Linked DNA regions of Gossypium hirsutum: all the other regions are linked to region 3. Evidence: chromatin contacts called from public Hi-C data. All regions are on one chromosome and are shown on one strand. Each heading gives the region's core, a stretch centred on a gene start, on an enhancer-like site or on the middle of the called end of the contact. The rest is flanking DNA. Distances are from core to core; before and after follow the strand shown.

The links. A called contact is a pair of places that touch in the nucleus more often than the background predicts.
Region 1: a Hi-C map of leaf shows a contact between it and region 3, with 3 times the contacts expected there. The contact joins the promoter of LOC107952163 here to the promoter of LOC107952715 in region 3. A contact is called at or near these places in 22 of 34 Hi-C or Micro-C datasets (anther, callus, hypocotyl and 3 more).
Region 2: a Hi-C map of leaf shows a contact between it and region 3, with 1.7 times the contacts expected there. The contact joins the enhancer-like site here to the promoter of LOC107952715 in region 3. A contact is called at or near these places in 2 of 34 Hi-C or Micro-C datasets (both in leaf).

Annotation. Positions count from the first base shown.
Region 1 is chrA07:36,842,441-36,846,155 of Gossypium_hirsutum_v2.1, reverse strand. LOC107952163 (probable plastid-lipid-associated protein 11, chloroplastic) reads right to left here and starts at 1,267. Exons shown (of 5, transcript XR_005930053.1): 1 at 278-1,267; 2 at 126-191. LOC107952162 reads right to left here. Exons shown (of 9, transcript XM_016887443.2): 5 at 3,323-3,406; 6 at 2,389-2,441; 7 at 2,234-2,298; 8 at 2,085-2,143; 9 at 1,671-1,934. The coding sequence ends at 1,845.
Region 2 is chrA07:37,306,130-37,309,697 of Gossypium_hirsutum_v2.1, reverse strand. No RefSeq gene overlaps it. Among protein-coding and RNA genes, the nearest start is that of LOC121204232, 20 kb to the right of the region's middle. Within about 2 kb of position 1,382, at least 5 of the 9 cell types and tissues checked have an H3K27ac peak or open chromatin away from gene starts, as enhancers often do. A contact at or near this core is called in leaf, where this site is marked.
Region 3 is chrA07:37,096,700-37,100,673 of Gossypium_hirsutum_v2.1, reverse strand. It overlaps LOC107952715, which reads right to left and starts at 2,167. Exons shown (of 2, transcript XM_016887875.2): 1 at 1,804-2,167; 2 at 994-1,500. The coding sequence starts at 1,901. The coding sequence ends at 1,218.

The DNA of each region.
Region 1 (3,715 bases), core at 18-2,517, 250 kb after region 3:
GTCAAATGCTAAGCTTGGAACCCAGAGTTCCTAATGTAAATCAAGACCTAAAATTATGTATTACTGCAAAATAAATGAGAATTATTACAGTCAATAATATATATAAAAAAGATACAAGTGCTCACCAACCCTGCCCAAATGGAGGCAACGGGAACTCCCAGTTTTTTCCCCTGAGAACCGCACTCGTAAACCTAGAAATTCAAAATACAATTTTATTCAGTCGTTAAGCGAGAGGAAAAGAAGGAAAAGTAGGTTTTGCTGAAGAAGAAGTAATTACTTGAAATTCACTCTCTGAGACGACGCAATTTCAATGCTGGACCGAACGAAGAAAACTCCGTCGGGTGGAAAGGTAATAACGTTATTGAGGGTCTTGTTGTCGACATCTATGACCTGCAAAACGTCGCCGGCTTGAGTACCGAAGAGGTAAGCTTTCTCTATAATGAAGAGCTGCTCTTTCTCCGTAGTCCATAGAAGCCGCCACGTGGCGGATAGGGAGTCGCCTGTGGTGACAGTATTGCGGCCCAGAACGGCCATGGCATCAATGGCTTTGATTATTGAATCGCGTTTGTTAGTGTCGTTTTGGGTTTTGAGACCCCGCTCCTGGTCGGAGATGAGATTGAGGAGGTGTTGTTTGGCTGATTGGGTGGTGAGGGAGGAGCATGTGATTTTAGGTCTAGGATAGTGAGGAGGCCGTGGTTTTTGTTTGGTGGTAGTGGAGACAGTAAGAGGAGACGATAGAGTGAGAGCCGCGAGTGACATGGTGCTTGGGTTTCTCTATTTCTTCGCGCCAGCACCAACTGATTAAAAAAAAAAAATTGAAATCTGTGGTTCAAACACAGTGGGACTTTGGGGGATAAAACTGTAATCAATGGCGTCCAATATCCCAATTTCAATTTTCTGGGCCAACCCAAAATAGCTGTTTATGATTGGTAGGGATCGACACCAGTAGCCAAGGAATACTATACGTGGATTGAAGGGACTGTTTCCGATTTCTTGCTTGCTTGTCTCCTGCCTGACATTGTTCTAGGATGGCATGGCGGCTTCATGCTAACAATGGCTTCATAGCTCTGTGTCCTTGCCTGCTTTCACCTTTCAAATTTTAATAACGAACATTATAAAATGATTGATCCCAATTTCTAAAGCATGTGAGCTTAGAACTTATCTGTCTGTTTTAACATTTTACAAAGAGAAGCTCATACTTGAGCCGATGGTGAAATTTTGCTAATTAAAAGATTTGCCGCGAAACTTGCTGAATACACAATGTTGTGTTTTTCCTTCTTCTCTTTAATCAAGTATTCCTGCTGATTTAAGATTTAATATTCATCTTAATTATCAATTTTACAGTTACAAAAATAGACTACAAGTATACCAAATACTTAACTTATTTTTAAATAATAATAATAATATAACCATATGAAAATCAACACACTTAATTCAAATTTATTTTTGAAAAAGATAAAATTGAAAGAACTATAATATATCACTTGCTACCCTTTGTGATTTATAATTTATTTTTCTCACAACCCAGACATAGGTTTAATGAATTATTCGTGCTGGATTACTACAATTCTATTTCCATAGATTGGACCAAACTATGAGGCCTTGAAACCAAACCTTGAGACCTTCTAAGTTCAGAAACCAGGGCCTTAAAAATGGAATACTAAAATTCATGTAGGAAGTTCGTTTATTTTATACATGTTCCCCGACGTGTAAACATCAGGCTCCAATTAAAATTTGAATATAATGATAGAACCTCCACCCAAAATGTATCCACTCAAAACATCGTGTTAGTGATGAAAACAGTGACATGTGAACTTAACAAAATAGCAGGGACAAGAGATGCCTCAAACTGCAATTCCATGATTACTAATTTTTGAAACCTCCTTTGTCAAAACATTCCGTTCTCGCTTTGCCTGAGACGCAAGGCTGGAAACCTGCAAATCAATTATTCCATATAAGCAATGCTTCCAAGGAAAACAGCAGCAGTCATCCAGGTTTATGGTCTATGCATTTCATTATATGACAATCAATATACTTATATATATTCAAAAAACAAGTCCATTCATAATATTCGAAGAACATACCTGCGATCGAAACCGAGATGCCTCTCTGCTTGGAAGTTCTCCAAGGGTATCTTTTAGTCCTGATGCGACATAATATAAGGAAGTTTTCTCAGCCTTACAAATGCTGAAAATAATTCAATGAACCTAATTGAGAGAGAGTACTTGAATACCTGCTGCTTGTCTTTCAATCTTATAAGCTGACTGAATTACACTTCGGATCTGCTTGCCTGCTTGCCTGAAACAAAATTGAATATGTCCAATGGCAATAATTAGCCTCAAGAGGCAGAAGTTAACATTACACTGTACTTCATTTGAAATTACAAACCTGAGTTTTGTCCGGCCACGGATCAGCTCGTCTTCGGCTACTGATGCACTTCGCTGGAAGCATAAATTTATGAAATATATTTCATAGATGCTTGATTAAAGGGCTTAAGTTGATCTAGGGAAATGATCCACTATAATTTGTGCAATACACATTTTCTAATGATATTCTAATGTACATTAAAGTTTCATCAAATAGGAACTAGAAGTCAATGTAATTCCAGGATGTATATTAAGAACAAGAAACTTTTGAAGTGGATATATACATCACCGCATGAACAGTTTGTTGGATAAAAGCTGTTTGAAAAGTCATTTCAGCAATTTAGATACTTTTCAATTCCCGGGGATTACCAATTCCCATTGAACACACAACCCAAAGCACTCTAATTAAAACAGCTCAAGTATACCTTAGGAAACAGTGAATTCTCTATTGTCATCAACATTTCATTCTTACCTTTAGATTATTATTAAAAAAAGAAAGAAAAGCTATAACTTATGTGTTTAACACAGAAGAATTCTAGAATCAGCCGAAACCAAGAGTATAAGTTCTCCACCACTGATGAACTTTCATGCATAAACTATGCACTTTTTAGGATAAGTGTATTTAACAATCCAATAAGCAGAAAAAATCCTGCTATTGAAAAACCAGCACACACCAGAGGAAGATAATTTTTGCTTCTTGGTTCAAAATCCTAATTTTCTGATTCGTAGAGATATCAGGGAAAATAAAATAGAAAACCTAAATTTTACATCACCAAGAATAGCCTATAAAACAACACTAGAAGACTGAGTAGATATGCTGAACTATAAACCAGTGGCTAGACACATTACATAGAACAGATGTCCAAAATAATAAAAACATGAAACAACATAGGCACATGATAATAGAATGCTTGTCAATAGTTTTCATCAGTTAAATCTAATGGGGAAAATGTTACCTCTAACTTCTCACTTTCAGCCTTAAGGCGGTCAATTGATTGTCTCAGTTCCTTTACTCTAATATCAGCTCTGGAAATCAAGGACTGCAACAAGAAATAGTAGGACATAAATGATAGTGGCTTTAAACTGATAAGATGTTTAATGGGTGTTGCTCACTATAATGAGCTTTCTTTTTTTGGTTCAAAATAATCTAATAAATTCAGAAAGATGCTTCCTGAACTGAGTGATTGTGTCGTAAACGGTAAAAACTGATAAATATATCACTGCATGGACCATGATGTGCAAAAACGAAATAGAAGATCCAAAAAACTATTTGGGAGGCATTCATTCAAGCAATATCGAATAAGAAGCTAGAAAAAGCTCCTCCAACATTACTACAACAGGCTGTTTCA
Region 2 (3,568 bases), core at 133-2,632, 210 kb before region 3:
CAAATGCGATACAAATGTATAAAATTTTCATGATAAAAAATGAAAGAAAATAAAAAATAAAAAAATGATTTACCCAAATTACCCAAAAATAATTTAAAGATAATAATTAGTTTTCTAATGACTAACCTCAATTTATAATCTGAATAATCTCAAGCAAAAGGATAGCATTTAAAAATGACAAAATAATTTGTTAGAGTTTAATATTGTACAAAGTTTTGTCTTTAGTTTTTAAGAATTAAGTGTAGCCTTTAATTTTATTTATGTTGTTAGTTAAAAAAGTGAGAAATCCCATATTGTTTAGGAACAAACTGCAAATGGATTGAGTCTATATAGACCTATATCCCATGTCGTTTAAGAAAACAAGAAAAATGAGACTTAAAGTCTATATAAATACTTGTTTTATAAGTTTTATTTTCACAAGAGATGGCACCAAAATATTTCTAAAAAAGATACTGGGAGCAGAAAGTGCTTCTAGTTCGAAGTATTTTTCTATCAATACACTGAAAATACTTTCCTACAAATTCGTTAAAAATGCTTCTAATTGGAAATATTTTCATTATTTCGACCTAGCCCCGTAAGTTTTTTACAAAACAGCCTAATTCAATAATTAAAAGAAAAAGGAAAGTTTGTTTTAAAAAAAAAACCACTCGGAACACAATAATAAGGTTTGAATATTAGATTTCAAGAAAAAAGAAAATTTGAACCACTATTCTCAAGACCTTTAATTATAAAAATAAAAAATAACATTATTTTTTGTTGGGTTGTTAAAAGGAAGTGCATGTAATGATTCAACACCCCCCCCAAAGTCCTATCATTTATTGATTATTGTATGATTGTTTGAAAAAGTGATTTTAGATATCCCTAATCATATAAAAAGATCCAATGTTCCATTGCATCAGCCCATGTGCAATATTTAATTATCTGAATTTTATGGACAAAAAGGGATAATAAAGTAGCGAATATCTTATTTGTTGAAGGGGAAACCCTTAAAAAAGGAGAGCTGCCTGGGCACTTCAAATAATTTTATTATCAGACAAACAGAAAGGAAAATGATGGAGAGAATCTGCCAAGATTATACCCACTAATATTATTATTATTTAAAAAGAATCCTCTCACAAGTCAAACACTATTCATCAAACTCAAATGGAAATGGAGTTTGATTTTCTCTTTTTAGAAAACAAAGCGGTCATTTGAGAATAATAAATATTATGTTATATATAAAAAGATTATAAAATGAAGTTGGAGTTGGAGTTGTTTTCCTTTGTGGTTAAGTGTATGGACAAAGAGTTGAAAACAACGTTTCACTTGCATATTGCTTCATGGAAGGAGTGCAGCAAATCCCTTGGCTCCCCATTCTCCAGCTTTGCAGGGACCCCTCAAACACGTCCTTTTCATCTTTAATTACAGTTGGGGCCAACCCTCTTCTTCAGCGAGATGCATTGTGAAGGGGAGAGGAAAGACGAAAGTGGGACCCCTCAGCTTTGAATGCAACTACAAAAACCAGGCAGCTCTAATTAAGGCTACACTACCAACTGGCATGCAGTGCCAAAGCTCGGGCCAGTGTTAATGGAGGAAGCCGGTGCGGGGATGACTACTTTTCAAAGCTGTTTTTTGCATGCAGGATTGCAGGTTTTTTATCAGTCATGTAGAAGGTGGGGACCTTAACTCATTTGGCTTGATATGGGTTTTTGCAGGGTTCACGTGCACTGCGCGTGATCAGTTGGTAGATGGATTGTCCTTTGTGGGGGACTTGGCCAACAGTTCGGGAAGCCATTTCGGATTTTTATACCTACCTCTTGCTTCGCTATTTGCCATGAAGAAGATGGGCAGTTTTACTTCCATTTTTTCTTTATTAATTTGTTGGTTGGGGGGTTACTTTCGATTTTCAAAGATAGAATAACGTGTGATTCCAGAGTCAGTGACTCCATTGTTTTATCTATTGCAACTTAGTAATTCTATCACTTCAAAATGCAATAAATTTAGTTAGACCAAGAGAATATAATTTAGGATAAAATAAAGTTTGATTTCCCCATTCAAAACTTACAAAATCTCATTTAAATTTTTTTGTCACAAATTATTAAACGATTAACAGAAAGATTACATGACAACTTTTAAATTTAGTATATAATAAATTTAACTTTTAATATTTACAAATTATTTTAATTTATCCTTTTTTAAATAATTCAATTCACAATATGTAAATTAGAAATAATCACAAAGACATTTTTTTTTAAATTCTTATTATTAAATAAGATAATTAGAAATACATTGCTTTCCTTATACTTCAAATGGTAGAGAACATAATATCTCTCTATGATAATCAACTGATTTTTTGTTAGCTTGAGCTGATCACCGTTGATGAAGCAAATAAAAGTTTAAAAAAGAATTGAAGCAATTAGAATTATATTTGGGTTTACTTAACGTAGTGAGTACTTTTTATTGTCATAAAATTGAATCGGGAATTTATTGAAAATTGGGTTGTTTTGTTTATTGTTGTTGTTTTTTTATTTTATCATGGAGTCAAACACATGGACAATGTTGCGAAAGGATGAAGTGACAACACTCTAATTGTAACACCCCTCGTCCTACCTGATCGTCGAGTATGAGTTATAGAATGTTACAATCATTTCCGGAGCAACTACTGACGAAAACATTGAAAATAAACCATTTAAACATACAAATATTTCATAATTATAGTCATTATATGATAAAGAGACTTTACCGAGACTCAATCACACATACGAAAACTTAATTGTTAGTTTGAACATGAAATAGGGCCAAATTGAAAATTTTCAAAATTTTAGAATAGGTAACGATACCTCTAAAAGGCATCGATACCAAATTTAATTTCGGTGTTTGGAAAATTCATCCTCAAATCAACAAGTATTGATATCATATTCTAGTATTGATACCGTTTTATGATTCTATTTATTTTGTAAAAGCTTATCAAAATACTAGTGTTTTGATACTCGTGTAAAGTATCGGTACCTTGATGTCGAGTTTTGATACTTTAGTCCAGTATCGACATTGTTTTGACATTTTGTTTGTTTGAAAACTGATTGAAAATTGCTAAGAATCGATACCTTTACTAGGGTATCGATACTTTAAAGCCAATGTGTCAAAAACGTTCATTTTGGTGCCCATTTCTTGCTCAAACTAGAAAGTATTCAATAGGTGCCTTAAAGGACACATAAAAACCTGCATAAAACACTCCGAAATGCATTCCATTTCATCATTTAATCTATGACAAAATCAATCAAATCATCTTGCCTTAATTTGGTACAAAAAAAGAATCTCAAACAACTTAGCAAAAGTACCAACTTATCTATCATGCTTTCAACCATTCAAACAACATTAACCATACCATTTTCGTGATCAAATCATACCATTATACATCCAAAATTTTCCATTTAATAAGACACACATATATAGCCTATCATATTGCCAAAACACACATTTATGAATATATAGACATTAGCTTTCCAAATTCAGACATCAAACAATGTTTCAACATCCATTCCCAAGTTATTACATATATAAGCACCTAAACACATGCCACAATATTGTG
Region 3 (3,974 bases), core at 918-3,417:
TTGGATAATGGAAGGTGTTGGAGAGGCAACTACCATGTGATGAAGTTGATGATTGTTTGGATTTTGGAAAGAAAAAGGGAGTTTGGACAGATAGGAAATTGGGACATCATTGTTTTTATTTATGCTCACTTCTTCAAATCAGCTTCACATGAAAGTGGTCAGACCAAAAAGTTGAATAACTAGAAGAAGAAGAAGAAGAAGAAGAAGAAGGGAGGACGTCGTCTATGGATTCAGCTTCATTGTTACTTCACAGCCCCAATGAAAAAGGGGAAAAAATAAAAAGGGTTTGTTGGTTTGTCATAAATGGGCAGACAGACACAGTGGCTGAGAGACTTTATGAGTTTGTGTGTACTTCGGAGATATTTTACAGAGCTACATGTCAACAACAGTAGAAGCATGTAAAATATATATGTACAGCTAATGACTTAAATAAATGGCTTAGCCAATCTGTCCTCTCCTATACTCTACTTCAACCTCAATGTTAAAACATTTACCATGCTTTTTTATTTTCTTCACGGAAGGTCGTGTTTGACATTTTTATAATATATAAAATGACCCATTTTGCAGGCAATTCTCATCTTGTCTTTTTCTTCTAAAAACTAATCATGGGAGGGCCTCGCAATTAAAGGCCTTGAATGAATCCATAAAAGTTTGCAGCTTTAGGTGCCATGAATTTTCTTTGGTCTAAAAGACAAAACAAATTAAGTGCATTGAATTCTCCTTAAGAGATTCAACAAAGTGAAAGGAAATGGACGTGCTACTCCCCCACTCACCCTTTCGTGGTCACCAAACAAACCCTAGCGTTCACATAAATAATAGTCACCCTAAACTCCCCCATGCTTATCCAAACAAGGCTCATGTAATTTGTTATATTAGAGTGACTTACTGGGACATTTTTAATTAGGTGATATCCAACATTTTTCATGCAGGCAACCTGTTTCTAATTTTCCAAATCTAACACTAGGACAAACGGGGGAAGGAACAGAAAAAAGCTTAAAAACTTGTGCCACCGATCCAATTTGATAAAAAAAAGTTGTACATTATTTTATTAACAATTTACAGGGAAAAAGTGAAACTGAAAACCATACTGTCAACAAAATGCATCCATAACCCTCAAAAGAAAACACACCTTATAAACATTTTGCTACTATCAACACACCAAAAAAGTTGGTTTTCTTTACTCTTTCTTTTGGGGGTGGAAGAGAGGTTCTTTTTTCTCAACACATGACATCCTTGAGAAGCTTGTACCTGCGTGTGGTAGGCCTGGGAGAAGGAGTGCCGCTGCTCTTTCCTTTGTGATCACCACCACTACTCTCGTCTCGATCGTGTTGCTTGATCTTGTCACCCGAATACTCGGATCGGTTTACGATTATTCCACTTCCGTTTCCACCTGATGATTTCTTTGAAGAGCTTCCATGCCTTGAGTTTCTTTCTTCGCTTTGGCACCAATCACACAGTCCAATTGGCTCTGCCAACTCGCTGTAATAGTTGCTGCAATACCTGCAAGGATAAACAAGTCGTTTCGAGCCATAAAATAAGAGAAACTTAAAAGATTTTTCTTTGTTTTTTTATATAAAAAAATTGGGTATTAAAAAACATGAAATATGGTTTATCTATAATAAGATGATGATAGCTTAGGATGTTGAGTTGGGGTTTTACGAAACCATGTTGGTTGGTGGTGCTTGGGGGAGATGTGGTGGGCATCCAGTTATCTACTTGGTAAGATAATTCAGTTAGGGGTAGCTTTCAAGCCCAGTGATGATGATGATGATGAAGATGATGGAAAGAGAGAATAATACATACGAGTGTTGAAAGCGGTGGTGGCACTTGTTACAGCGGAAGAGTTTGTCAGGAAAACCAACGTCGCCGCACATGCAGCAGACAGTTTGAAGATCCACCATTACTGAAGGAGGAGTTGAATTATATATGCTGAAAAACAAGAGAATAAGAAGAGGTAGAAGAAGATGGCTTGAAAAAGAAAGAAAAAAGAAAAGAGCGCGAGAAAGGGGCCGGAGGTGGGGTGATGAAGATAACTACAAGAGAGCCATACTATATATCTATATAAAGAAAGAGGATGGTTTCAGAATTCAGAGTCGGTGTATGAATTCCCATACATTAATTTTTTAACCATTTATGTACCAAAAAGAAATTGATTAATTTATATATCTTCATAGGTAGACCACAGGTTGCTTGCAGTCGTTTTCAGTTAGAGAAAGAGAGAGAGGGAGAGAAAGATGTGAACCTTAAAATTTATGTGCAAGAAAATGACATTTATGTCCTTTGAGGATTTCTTTTTACCTTTTTTTTTCCATCTTTTGTATATTAATTAATTAATTAATTTAACTTTTTCTGGTTCTTGTTCCTTTGCCATTTACTATTGGCAACTTATGAGCTCCTACGCTACCCCACGCTCCTCTCCTTCCCATTTAAATTAAGAAACATGTTTGCCATCGCGCTATATACCTCAAAACTTCATTTCTTTATTTTTAAAACAAAATATTCATGATTATTTTTAAGTAAGATTAAATAATTGCCCAAGTATCAAATACATAATTGATTTCTGTTGTAAACTTGGGTAATGTTTGATTCATATAAAAAACTTACAAAAAAATGTTTTTATCCTTTTTATATTTGTTTTACGGAAAATGATTAATTAATCAACATAAAAAAAAACCTTTTTTTTTCTAAAATATGACTTTTCTTTTGAATGAGCTTGAATCATTTTTTGAAAAGAATCTCTAATGAATAATTTGATTTTTTTAACCAAATCAAATATTATATTAAAAATAATTTTTTAATTTTATTTTTTAAAATATTTAAAAATAATATGAAATTGATTTCAACTATTGTAGCTGACATGGCACTGAAAGCGCTTTCAGCTGGGCGTGCTTTCAGTGCATTTTTTTGCCATGACACTGAAAAGCGCCCTGTAGGGAGTGTTTTCACTCTCCCGATTTCAACTGCTGCAAAGTTCCCACTCATCCATTAAACATCCCGATATAATATTTTCTAAATCATTTTGCCACTCACCCCCTGCTGTATAAATGGATCATTTTCAACATCAGCGTCATAAGTCAATTTCAAGCATACTGAATTGCACGAAGAGGAAGTTCGCAAGACATTCGTAAGGCATAATTTCGAGCAAACACGTAATTACATCAAGTAAGGTTCGATTTTTGTTGTTCATATATAATTACAACTCTATTTTTCTGCATAATGTTTTTGTTTCCAACATACGAAATAGGTTATTTCGTTGAAATGAGTGAACAAATTAATGTTTTTGTTTATTACGACAATGAAGTTCGTGACACCGACATTAGGGTTATTTTTTCATTGGAGAACACAACGCGATTGGCTTTCAACTCGAACATACAATTGCTAGAGCTCCGTGCATGAATTAGATGAAAAATCATCAAATCCACCTAAATGAGAGTATCGTTATTGAAATATCGATTCTGTGTTTCTGTCGACCCAATCAAATATAAGGATTTCAATATCAAAGGTGCAAAGGGGATGGAGGCGATGGTCCAAATGCATATTGCTAGTAGATCACCAATACTCTAGTTATATGTGGAGTTTGCAAACACAGATGAAGGCGGTCAGAGGTCGACATATGTTCCAATTCGAGAGGCTAGAATAGAAGAGCAAGCTGAAAGTCTAATGACACAATTGTGTGTTGGGTTCACGACTTTGTTAGAAAGTTCCTATTATAATATCCTGGAATCATCAATGGGAAGACACTCATCGGTTTCAGCCTTAGATTTCAATCGTAATAAACAGAACATCTAGCAGTTAGGCTTTGGCGGTAACCCAAAATACTAGACCTAGCATGACACTTAGTTAGTGGATTTGATTTCAACTTTAGTCAATCGATATTTTGCATCGAGAAAACTTATAAAGGTATGGCATCAAGTTCCATCGATAGGCAATTCGTAGGTGATTTTGGTTGTTCCGACAACTATACAAGAAGGGAT